Regions from separate parts of the Callithrix jacchus genome. Here region 2 is linked to region 1. A link is a contact called in public Hi-C data. All regions are on one chromosome and are shown on one strand. Each heading gives the region's core, a stretch centred on a gene start, on an enhancer-like site or on the middle of the called end of the contact. The rest is flanking DNA. Distances are from core to core; before and after follow the strand shown. Region 1 overlaps UBR3 (ubiquitin protein ligase E3 component n-recognin 3). Region 2 holds the start of METTL5 (methyltransferase 5, N6-adenosine).

Region 1 (6,452 bases), core at 2,766-5,265:
AATCCTAGTAATAATCTTAAGGTATACCTTGAATTGTTAACCACGAATTGCAGCCTGGCTACACAGACAAAATAGACGTAGCTGCCTTTTACAAGATGTTCAGTTTCTTTGCACTAATGCTGTCCTAGAAGGTTAAATCCTAGGGTGGCCAAACTCAACAATCAGTCTTGAAATTACCCTAAAGTCTAAGAGTTCCCTAAGAGGTAATAACAGGAGTTTAAAAGAAAAAATTCACTAGCCCTGAATACATACTTTACTTGAGCAAACAACTGGTGTTCTTTTTCTCTTTTATTTTTCAACTTTGAAAAAAAAATGAAAAATTTTATAAACCTTTAATCATAACAATTACTTATTTTAGATCCTGCAACTAACAGAAACTTGAAGGATATGAGGTCCAGCAAAGAACTGTGTGTCCTGTCATTCATACACAGCTGGGCTACCATCTCTGCCCTGAGAATTTCATCATCAGACATTCCTAAAATTAATAAAAACAGAATTAACAAATCTGAGTATACATAAATTATAAAGAAAATAACTTACCACACATTTTATTAAGCTGTTTTACCAAACATAGGATGCTTCAAGTTAAACAGTAAAGAAGCAATTCCCCAAATATAACTGCAGTTTAACTGCTCTTTGCAGTTCCCTTAAGCAAAGGATATTTTAAAGATATTCTAAAAGATACAACTATAGTACAACATACCAAGAGTTTGAAACATTGTTTAAATTTATCAACATCCTTTCCTTTTTTCCCTAAGCCAGTTACTACCACAGAGAGGGGGAGGAAGGGAAGAAAACAGTTAATACCTAAGTATTAGTATCAGTGAGTTTTACCTAAATGTAAACGAAGACTCAAAAGAATCACAAGAAATGTAAGAGCGCCTTCTAACATCGATCTCTCATGCTCTGCATCAAGTACTGTATTTTGATGTTGTGATGCCATTGTCAACAAATCCACTACCTTAAATCTACAAGAAGAAATATTTAAAACATATTTTTATAAATTAAAACAAAATTAACTGGATATTTCCTAATACATGTCTGAATAAAATTATGCCTACCTTTCAAAGACGGATGAAATAAAATAATCTGGGTCAAGTCTAGAAGCACAAACCTTTAAAAGAAAACAAAATGCTTTATTTCTCAATATTCAGTTTTCCTTCTTCTATTAATCATGTCTTTCTTTTCTTTTCTTATTTTTTCTTTTTTTCTTTTTTTTTTTTTAGACAGAGTCTCACTCAGTTGCCCAAGCTGGTGCAATCTGAGCTCACTGCAGCCTCCGCCTCTGCCTCCGCCTCCCAGGCTCAAGCAATTCTCATGCCTCAGCCTCCAGAATAGCTCGGATTACAGGCATGCACCACCATACCTGGCTAATTTTTGTATTTTTAGCAGAGATGGGGTTTCAATGTGTTGGCCAGGCTGGTCTCAAACTCCTGGCCTCAAGTAATCCACCCACCTCAGCCTCCCAAAGGGCTGGGACTACAGCTGTGAGCCACCATGCCTAGCCATAATTTTTATTTTCTGTATGTTATGATTTGACATCTTGAGGGGCTTTACAGACCTGAAGACAGACAGTCCCTCCCAGAGCCAGCTAATTCCTAAACATAATAAACAACTTACTTGGGAACATGCCCATCATGCAAGCCAACCATCATCTTTATCTAACTCTCACATCAACCTAGTATTTACCCTGCCCTAAATCAACCCAGGGCCAAGTACCACAGAGCCAGGTACAGCCTCTAGGCCTCAATGCCTGCTGGAATTACTCACACTAGCCAATCCTGACTTGCCTTTCCTGCAGAAACCCCAATAAAGGCTTTGGCCTAGGCCCTCCCCGCTCACTTCTTTCTGACTCTTGACGTAGCCCTGTGCTGGGTGGTATACCTTTTCTCTCGAGAAATGTAAGTAATAAATTATTCTTTCAATGGCATTGGCCTCTCCATGTCATCACTCAGTCATCTCTATAATTAAAATTATACTTACAGATAATACTGATATACTTTAGAAGTGTCTCATTTGGGTACAAATATACTCACTTGGGTACAAATGAGACACTTCTAAAGTATATCTGTATTATCTGTAAGTATAAAGCATAACTACATTATCTGTTGGCTTACCTGTAACAGGTAAATGTCAGGATCAATCATGGAATTACAGAAATGAGACTGGACATAGGTCATGGCTTGTCCTTTGATTTGCAGACCATTTCTTACCCACATATTGCTGTGGATTTCAGCAAGACTTGCCTAATAAAAGTAAATTGGACAAAGAATAAATTATCTAAACTCGATCTTTATAAAATATTATAAATAACCATCTCAAAATATTTAATGATGTAATCATAGTATGAGCCTGATAGTCTGTCCAATGTTAAAGATAATCAGTTGAAATATACACTTTTACATTTTTTTTTAACAATAATTATGTTTTCACATAGCCACTTTTTAAGAGTTTAAACACGAGTTGGTTTTCCATGTTGGCCTCTGTATACATTTATCTGACTTTCACTGGCATCTTTCATAAGAAATCAATGCTTATGTTTCACTCTATTTCTCCCTCAAGAAAACCCTAAGTAACAACACAACAACAACAACAATCCTAATATACATAATGTTTAAAAAAATACACACTGGAATAAACATAAAATAAAACCAATTGTTCAAAGTCAATGAATACATTCTACATCTTTAATTCACTCTTACTCAATCTTAAATCTATACTACTGATTTTCCAAATATTGGAGGTCAGAATAAATGTTCTCACTATATCAGTATTTAATTATTCATGTATTTATGTCCAGTGACAACTAAAACTACGAGTCATGATTTTATCTCTTGTTTCCTAACACCCAGAGTTCAAATTCAATAATATCATAAGTAACAAATCTAAAATTGCCAGGAAAAACATACTGAAGTGCAAGTCCCTGTAATGTATATAAAATGCTGGCCTGCAAAATTTTAGTGTTGGTACTAAATAAAATCATGGTGCTTCTATAAACTAATTCTTCTCTCTTCTTTCTCCTCTCACTGTACAAACAGAGAAACTGAGAATCAAGGAGGTCAATTATCCTAAACCTTGTGAAAAATAAAACAGTGGTAACACCAAGACTAGAACCTTTCGGATCTCCTGACTCCCAAACAGTGCTATAGTGTGTTAAATGTCACCCCATAAGTAAATACCATGAAAAGAATTTCTGGAAAAAGTAAAACTAAAAGTAAATCTCAAAAAATGAAAAATACCTAAATATAATCTGGTAAAAATACAGTAACAACTTCATTTTAAAAGAGTTTTCAAATATCTCGGCTATAATAACAACGAAAGACACAAATAAAGGAAGAATCACTTAGAGAATCCACTTCGAAACTTTTTAAATGCCTAAATACATACCTGAATTTGGAGTGGGTGAATCATTAGTTTCATTAACATTTCCTGATCTGGTAAAACAGAATCCAAATCTAGTTCTTGACATTTCACAGCCTAAAAATTACAATAAGAAAGTTACTAATTCAATTCTTATTTTTGAAAATCAAAAAAGAAGAAAATTGTTTAATGAAAGTCTTACCTTACTCAAAAACATAGCATAGTAACGATGTAGTGGCAGATGAAAAGTGACTTGGTTAGGTGCTGGCTGGAATAAACAAACAAAACCCACAAGTCAAAGACTATTTTAGAGAAATTTTAAGATGGTTGTAAAATGTTTAAACCATACTCTCACCTGGATTTATTCCTATAATTTTGGTTCAAAACTTAACATTTTAGAAGATGCAGATTCTAATATCACTATAGATAAAATTATTCCATTTTAAACACTTAAGTTTTTTGAAGGCAGAAACTGTATTGCACTCAACTTTGAATCCTCTGAAGCATCCAGCTTCAGATTAATATTTCCTAAATTCAACTCAGCTAAAGCAAATAATCATTATAAAAACAAGGGATGGAATGGATTTACCTCTACAGTAGATCATTTGGGACTCTTCAAATGCATGTATACAAAAGATCACGACAGTACTAATAGTCACATGTAACATTCATTGAGTACTTACTATGTGCCCATCACCATGCTAAGCACTTTATTCACATTACCACATTTAATCCTCAGAAGAACACTATGGGGTAGGAACTATTAATATTCTCATTCTACAAGCAGCAAAAGAACTGAGGAGCTAATCTGGATTCCAATGTCATATTCAAAACCATGAGAAGACTCTGACCACATCCCTAAACAGAGTTATAAATACAGGGCATTGTTAGATTCCTTCACCAGCTGATAAGATGCTTCCAATCAGTACCAAACACAACCAGCCTCTGTAACAAAACTTCATAAAAAGTATGTCAATGACCTTAGGCATTCCTGTAAATATTACAAAAACTGTATTTTAAATCTGTGAATCCCATGAATCACAAAATGTTTGTCCTACAGGACAAAAATATACCATGGCTGTTCTTAAACAAATGAGTTAAAAACTAAAAAGGGATTGTTTGTTTTTAATGCTTTTATAAGTTCTTAGTAAATATTCTCTTGCTAAAAATTTTTATCCAGGACATTCAGATCATTATGCTAATGTGGTATCATTGTAGAAGTTATAAGGAATCTAAATATGCCACGATCCCTTAAATAATTACTTTTTTCAAAACCAGTAAGATAATAACATCTTCTTCATTATGTAAAGGCTATAAAAATTTGTTCTAATAAATAAAAATTTGTCCTCTATAAAAAGAAAGGAAATTCTAACAATGTTCTCTAACGTGAATAAACCTTGGGGACATTATGCTAAGTAAAATAAACCAGTCACAAAGAGCAATAACTGTATGACTCCACTTATATGAGGTTCCTAGAGCAACCAAATTCACAGAGCTACAAAGGAGAATGGTGGTTGTAAGAAGCTGAGGGGAAGAGAAAACAGGAAGTAGCTATTTAATGGGTATAGTTTCAGTTTTCTGAGATAAAAAAGTTATGGAGACTGGCTGCACAACAATACAAGTATATTGAACAGTACTGAACTATACACATAAAAATGATTAAGATAGTGAATTTTATGTTTTACGTGTATTTTGCCACAATTAAAAATAAAATTCTAAAAAGTTTGCTGTCCATTACCATAATCATTTAATAACATATTCTACACTAACTAGCTAAGTCAGAATCTCTCTCAATTTCCTTTGAAGGCATTAAGCACAGTGGATAAGCACAGACTCTTTTTTTTTTTAATAGACAGGGTCTTACTTTGTCACTCAGGCTGGAATATGGTGGCATGATCATAGCTCACTGCAACCTCCACCTCCCAGGCTCAAGGAATCCTCCCACCTTAGCCTCCTGAGCAGCTGGAACTTCAGATGCACACCACCATGCCTGGCGAATTTCTGAATTTTTTGATAGAGACAGGATTTTCACCATGTTGCCCAGACTGCTCTCAAACTCCTGGACTCAAGCAATCTGCCCGCCTCAGCCTCCCAAACTGTTGGAATTAGAGACATGAACCACCATGCTCAGCCTAAGTGCACTCTTTTTTTGAGTCTCACACTGTCCCCCAGGCTGGAGTACAGTAGCACAATCTCAGCTCACTGCGACCTCTGCCTCCCAGGTTGAAGTGATTCTCCTGCCTTAGCCTCCTGAGTAGCTCAGACTATAGGCGTGTACCACCACACCCAGCTAATTTTTTGTATTTTTAGTAGAGACAGGGTTTCACCATGTTGCCCAGGCTGGTCTCGAACTCTTGACCTCAAGTGATCCACCCACCTCAGCTTCCCAAAGTGCTGGGACCACAGGCATAAGCCATGGTGTCTGGCCCCTAAGTGTAAACTCTTAACATCTAGACCACATGAGTTCAAATCCTGGCTCTACCACCTATGGTGTAAAACTGTGGGCAAGTTACCTCTCTGTGCCTCAGTTGTCTGATGCTTAAAACAGGGATAAAAAAGAGCAGGGTAGCTATGAGAAATAAGTAAAACAACACAGTACCCAATACACACTGCTATTAACTACTAAGCTATCAACTCTAATAATCTTTCAGGGTTTTAGCATACCCTAAATTCACATTCTTTGTAATGTTAAAGTTCATATTCCTTCCTTGTCTAATGTTACAGACTAGCTATGTGATAAGCTCTTCTTCTATTCCTATATACACTGACAGTCTTTGGATTCCATTCTTCACTCTGTAGTCTTCTCATTATATGTGAATTTATCCAGACTCACAGCTTCAGCTGCTAACTCTACCCAGATAATTCCCAAATCTCAGTGAAAATCTCACTCCTGAACTCCAAATCTTACATTCAGATATGTACTGAACATCGATACTTAATATTCCACGGGACCCACAAATACAGTGTGCCCAAACCAAACTCAGTATCTTTGCCGTAAAACTCAATCCACCTCACTATTTCTTCTCCAGATTCCCAGTAATTTAAATATGAAATGTAGACTTCCTCCTTCTCACTAGTCTCCTGTATTTGAT
Region 2 (6,452 bases), core at 1,863-4,362, 100 kb after region 1:
GTGCCCCGCTCCAGGGCCTCCCGCGACGCCCCCGGCCCAGGGTCGCCTCGCCCGTAGGGAGGGCTCCACTCACCCGCTCTCCCGCATCACGTTGCTGTCCCCGCAGTCGCAGGCGCCCCCGGCCTGGCTGCGGAACATGTTGAAGTCGTGTCCGGTGTGGTCGCCCTGGTGGAAGCACTCGGCGCACAGCGACATGCAGGGCGAGATGCCGCACGTCCGGCAGCGGTAGGCCACGAAGTTGGCTGTCCAGACCAGGCCGCAGAGCGCCGCGGGATCGTAGGCCCGCACCGCCGCGCAGAACTCGTCGTAACCGCCGCCACCTGCCAGAAGGCACTTACACCACTCCAAGGCCTCCTCTTCGGCCGCCCCCGGACCACCCCCGCCTCCGGCCGCCGCCGCGTCCTCGCCTCCCGCAGCAGCGGCCAGCGGCCGCTCGGCGCTGAGCACTCGCTCCAGCAGCGCCTGCAGCTCCTCAGCACCTGCGCGGTTGTCTGGCCGGCTGAGGGCCGCCTTGAGGTGCGCGGCGGTGGCCGCCTTGTCTAGGGCCAGTCCCGACGCGGCCAGCTCGGACTGAGACGGCTGTTGGCCACCGACGGCAGCCGCGGCCGCCGCCGCCATGATGAGAGCTCAGAATTTGGAGAGTCCAGGGCCGGTGGCTCCTCCGGGGAGAGTCGGGGTATAGACTGCTGCGATTGCTCGGCCCGCCGAACTCTCGCGATACCCGGAGCGGCCGCCCTCCTCCGCCCTCGGCCCCGCCCCTGCACACGCCCCCTCGGACTGCAAAGCCTTCTTCTCCCCGCCCTTCTGGCCTGGGCGCCTCCTAGGCTCCCAGCTTTCCAAGTTAAGAGCTACTGAAATACTCATAGGAAATCATTAATAAAGGCAAGTATTTCTTTACTTGTGTAGACTACAGGAATTATTCACAGTATCTTTCAGATGTATTTTAGGCATCTGCATTTTGTTTTGAGATGTGCATTCCCACTATCATCAAAGTCCAGCCCGGGCGACAGAGTGAGACCCCAACTTAAGGAAAAAAAAATTGTAGGAAGAGCAGTCCAAAGAAGAACAGAAGGCCGGGCGCGGTGGTTTACGCTTGTAATCCCAGCACTTTGGGAGGCCGGAGCGGGTGGATTATTTGAGGTCAGGAATTCGAGATCAGCCTGCCGACATGGTAAAACCCATCTCTCCTAAAAATACAAAAGTTAGCCGGGCGTGGTGTCGCTCGCCTGTAGTCCCAGCTACTCAGGATGCTGAGGCAGGAGAATCGCTTGAACCCAGGAGGTGGAGGTTGCAGTGAAACGAGATCACACCATTACACTCCAGCCTGGGCGACAGAGTGAGACTCCATCTCAAAAAAAGCACAGGGGTGTTTCCAATCCGTAACCTTGTGTTTGAAATGAATGAAACATAAAACATGTCATTTTACCGTCCTGGTTTTCTTTTTCTTTCTTTTTTTTTTTTTTGATACGGAGTTTCGCTCTTGTTTCCCAGGCTGGAGTGCAATGGCACGATCTCGGCTCACCACAACCTCCGCCTCCTGGGTTCAAGCAATTCTCCTGTCTCAGCCTCCCAAGTAGCTGGGATTACAGGCACGCACCACCATGCCCAGCTAATTTTTTGTATTTTTAGTAGAGACGGGGTTTCACCATGTTGATCAGGATGGTCTCGATTTCTTGACCTCGTGATCCACCCACCTCGGCCTCCCAAAGTGCTGGGATTACAAGCTTGAGCCACCGCGCCCGGTTTTCTACATTAGTTAAGTACTTCACAATCATAACAGGGATAAGTTAAATTTGCTCAATAATTTTCTTTATGAATCACTGAATTATAAACCAAAAAACTTCATGTCTTAACTTTATGTGCTAAAAACTGTGTTTTAACTCATTTGATTCTAACAGGTAACTTTGAATTCTACTATTCCTAGGAAGTAGCAGCCTCAGACAATTTTCTACTTCATCATAATCCATTCACTCTTTTTCGTTTTCCTTTAATAATGCAGAGGTGTCCATCCACAGGCTTAAAGATAATCCTTTTGCTTAAGCATTGGACCCTGCCTTCTTCCCAACTCCATCCAATATCCTCTTGTATTTTAAACCTCTTTCTATTAGCTCAATTGTTTCAGAATTTCTCTCCTCCTATCTTAAAATATTTCGAAAAAATAATTAGGCTTCCCCCAACCTTACTATCAACCATTCTCTTCTTTTCGTAGGCCACATTTCTCTTTCTTTCTTGCCTTTTTTTTTTTTTTTTTTTTTTTTTTTGTCCCCAGGCTGGAGTGCAGTGGTGCGATATCGGCTCACTGCAACCTCCGACTCGCTGGCTCAAGGAATTCTCCTGCCTGAGTCTCCCACGTAGCTGGGATTACAGGCACGTGCCACCATGCCCAGCTAATTTTTGTATTTTTAGTAGAGTCAGGGTTTCACCATGTTTGCCAGGATAGTCTCTATCTCCTGACCTCGTGATCCGCCCACCTCGGCCTCCTAAAGTGCTGGGATTACAGGGGTGAACCACCGCGCCTGGCGTCACTATTTCTTATACCTAAACTTCCATTCGCTCCACGATCAGCCACAACTTGATTTCTACTCCTACTTTATGAAGCCCGACCTCTTTGCAGTATTTGACACCACTATCTATTCTTTCATTTCCACTCTCTCTTCTTTGGGTTTCTCTGATATCACCATTCCTGTGAGAATTCCAAGTGACAAAAATGACCTAAAAATTGGGAAACAAAGTTACAATAAAGTGAGGCATGAGAATGGCGAAGGAAGTAAAGGTGAATGGAAACCGCTACTTTCCGAGCCGAAACTTGGGAAACAAAAAGAGTCACTCTGGGCCAGACAACAAAGTGACTGTGACTTTCTCTCCCGCTTCCCCTTCACTCTCTACCTTTCCCCATCCTTTGAGGGCCCGCAGGTACTCAGGGCAAACTAGGGGGTAATTAGTGATCACTCGACAGATGGCGAGGGCTGGCCGTGGATCTGCGAGTAGCAAAGGCTTTGCAGGTGGCGCCGATGGGGCGATGAGGCCCCCAGGTGGCCAGCTGAACCCCGGCGCAGGACAGACGTTGCCGCTCGGCGCCAGGCCGCTGGGCGGCGAACGCGTGCGCGGGTACGAGCTGGCGCTTCCGGCCCCGGCCGAAGCGCGGGTCGCTTCCAGAGGTCCCTGGCGCGAGGTATTCTGGGGCTTCAGCCAGGCGCTTCCGCAGTCTCCTGGGACTGCATGGGTTACCCAGGAGGTGGGTCCGCGGCTCGTCCTGTGCCCAGCATCGCGGCGTCTCCTTAGAGCGCATCTTTGGGTCTGGCCAGCGGTGCTGAAAGAGGGGAGAATGTTGGGGGTAGGGAGGAAACATCCCAGTTCAATAGATTTCTCCGCAGGTCCTGTGCCTTCGAAACCTGCGAGCCCAGACTTTAAAACAAAATGAAGAAATTAAGGCTTAAGGAACTAGAGAGTCGCCTGCAACAAGTGGATGAATTCGAAAAGCCCAAGCTGCTTCTAGAACAGTATCCCACCAGGCCGCACATTGCAGGTAGGGCGGCTGGTTCACCACGCCCTGCCTTCGGCGTTAGTCCAGTCTACTCTGATAAAAATTAGAAGTTATTTGGATACAGAGAATGTCTAGAGAAATTCAGCCCTAAGATCACCTATCGTGTTAGAGTTCTTTCTTGACACTGCACCTCAAGGCACGCCCTCCACAGACGCACACACACTTTATCGTTTTACTGTCTAGTTTTCCGCAGGTCCCTTAACACTGCCAGACACCTTTTAAATGTGTTTTTTTTTCCCCCTCTTCTCACGTTATAAACTCTTTTGAGTGCAAGGTATTTGTTGGTCTCGTTCATACTTGAATTCCCAGTGCCTGGAAGAGTTGCTGGTACTATTTAGGAGCTCAGTAAATATTTGCTAAGTAAAGATCAATTTCCTACTGCAACTAGGATTCTTGTGCTATACTGTGCCCTAGAAATGAATACCAGAGTTGATAATGGAAGGATAGTTTAACAGAGTCAGAATTTGTGCTGTATAAAAGTGGGTGTGCATATTAATTTTAAGAGATTTTTCTGAGCATTAGCATTGTCATTTCATGCCAGACACTGATAACTGGGAGTACAAGAGAGAATGCAGGAAAACATGGATCTGTGTTACCGAAGTTATTGGGAAGCCTTAGAAAAAAATATTTTTATTAGTTTTTGAGATAGGGGTTTCACTCTGTCACCCAGGCTGGAGTGCAGTGGCATGATCAAGGCTATGGCAGCCTTGACCTCCAGGACTCAAGTGATCTTCCCACCTAAGCCCCCTGAGCAGCTGGGACTATAGGCACACACCATCATGCCTGGCTAATATTTTTTTTTATTATTTTTTGTAGACACAGGGTCTTGCTATGTTGCCCAAGCTGGTCTCAAACTCCTGGGCTGAAGTGATCCTCCCACCTTAGCCTCTCAAAGTGCTGGGATTATAGGCATGAGCCACTGAGCCTGGCCCCTTAGGAAAATTAATTTTCTGAGAGCACTTGCAAGGAGGAGTTTTTTCCAGTTCCAAAATATTTGTTTCTAAGCTGCCAATGAAAGTCAAGGAGAATATATGTGTATTTACATTTAAACTTCAAGATACTGTCATGATTCCAACCAAAAATTTGCACAAAATTACTGTGTCTAGGTTAAGACCAGTTTTCTGAAATAATGACTTGCTAGTTTTCTGACTGTAGTTTTTTTAGTGGAATCCAATTTAAAAAATAGTAACAATCTGACCAAGTATGGTGACTCACCCCTATGAGCCCAGCAATTTGGGAGGCTGAGGCAAGAGGATGACTTGAGGCCAGGAGGTCAAGATCAGCCTGGGCAACACAGTGAGACCCAGCTCTTAAAAAAAATAATAAATTAGTTGGGTGTGGTAGTATTCGCCTATAGTCCCAGCTGCTGTTACTAAGTCAGGAGAATTGCCTGAGCCCTGGAGCTTCAGGCTGCAGTGAGTGCTGATCCTGCCACTGCACTCCAGTCTGGGTGATAGAGATAGACCCTATCTCTGAAAAAAACAAAACAAAAAAACCCCTCTGGATCCTCAGGTATCAATGGCCAACAGCCTTTACTGGATTCAGATATCTTCAGGGAGATGTCAGTGGTAATGTTATTCATGTTTAACCTTCAGTATATCTAATACCCAGTAGTTCTATTATCAGGTCTCATTTGTAGATTATGAATATACATGTCTGTAGATCATGAATATATGTGTCTAAAGGCTATATTGTGAAGCTTATGGTGCTTGTGTTCTGGTGACAAACTTGTTAAAACATTTCTGTGGCTGAGCACAGTGGCTCATGTCTGTAATCCCAACACTTTGGGAGGCTGAGGTAGGAGGATTGCTTGAGTCCTGGAGTTCCAGACCAGCCTGGGCAGTATAGTGAAACGCTGTCTGTGTTTTAAAAAACAAAAGGAAAAAAAAAGGTTCTGTGTCTTTGTGATGCTAATGCTGGTTTGATAGTGGTTCCTAGTCTTAGAGATTTCACAGATAAGTAAAATTTCAAATAATTTTGGAAACTGATACAGAGTTGCCAAATTTATGTTGACGAGGAAGGATTTTTTTTAAAACCTATTTACTCTTACCATTCTTTCATAAAAATATTTCAGCATCAAAGAAAGAACTGATATGAGTGTATGGCAATGTTTTGAACAAGCTGAGGAAAAATTAAACATTTTGACTTTTTCCTCATTTTACATCAGAGACTGGTCACAGTTTTGTCATTCTTGGCATTGCTAACAGAGACTATTTTTTGAGAACCATGGATGGGTATCAACCTTCTTTGTGGTGCCTCTTTACTACATACCAAATTATTACACCTTATCTTTTTAAAAAAATAATCTGGAATGCCATTTGGGAAAGGACTAAGTAATGCAAGACAAGAAATTATTTTAGAAAGAGTCATTTGCACAATTTGGTTTTAGTCATCAGCTTGCTTATTCTCTAATTTTTATTTTTTTAGCATGTATGCTGTATACAATCCATAACACTTATGATGACATTGAAAATAAAGTCATTGCCGATCTAGGATGTGGCTGTGGAGTACTTAGCATCGGAAGTGCAATGTTAGGAGCAGGGTACGTAATGCAATATATACTATTTGGGTATTGGGTGGTTTTAATAAGGAGCAGCAATGTGATTAACTGAATTATATTTATGAGGCTCCACAGAATGAGATATAGGGAGCAAAAATCTGATACTGAATAGATTTTGAATGGGCAGAAGATCTAAACAAACTACAAAAAATAAATTAAAATTGTAAAAGCAGTAGTTTCTTTTATACAAACCTGAGTTTCCAACCTCTTTCAGGTTGGGAAATTATGTTATTGAAAGCAGCACTTGACCGGGCACAGTGGCTCATGCCTGTAATCCCAGCACTTTGGGAGACCAAGGTGGGCAGATTACTTGAGCCCAGGAGCTTGAGACCAGCCTGCGCAACATGG

What was found. Hi-C and Micro-C count contacts between places; a contact is called where the count stands out from the background.
Region 2: a Hi-C map of skeletal muscle shows a contact between it and region 1, with 10 times the contacts expected there. The contact joins the promoter of METTL5 here to the enhancer-like site in region 1. A contact is called at or near these places in 3 of 3 Hi-C or Micro-C datasets (induced pluripotent stem cells and skeletal muscle).

Annotation. Positions count from the first base shown.
Region 1 is chr6:59,607,081-59,613,532 of calJac240_pri, forward strand. It overlaps UBR3 (ubiquitin protein ligase E3 component n-recognin 3), which reads right to left. Exons shown (of 40, transcript XR_013518889.1): 12 at 3,563-3,628; 13 at 3,388-3,477; 14 at 2,118-2,246; 15 at 1,062-1,114; 16 at 835-968; 17 at 388-475. Among named protein-coding and RNA genes, the nearest start is that of UBR3, 100 kb to the right of the region's middle. Within about 2 kb of position 4,016, at least 2 of the 16 cell types and tissues checked have an H3K27ac peak or open chromatin away from gene starts, as enhancers often do.
Region 2 is chr6:59,711,717-59,718,168 of calJac240_pri, forward strand. METTL5 (methyltransferase 5, N6-adenosine) reads left to right here and starts at 3,113. Exons shown (of 8, transcript XM_078327430.1): 1 at 3,113-3,172; 2 at 3,375-3,526; 3 at 5,972-6,086. The coding sequence starts at 3,418. It overlaps UBR3 (ubiquitin protein ligase E3 component n-recognin 3), which reads right to left and starts at 688. Exons shown (of 40, transcript XR_013518889.1): 1 at 74-688.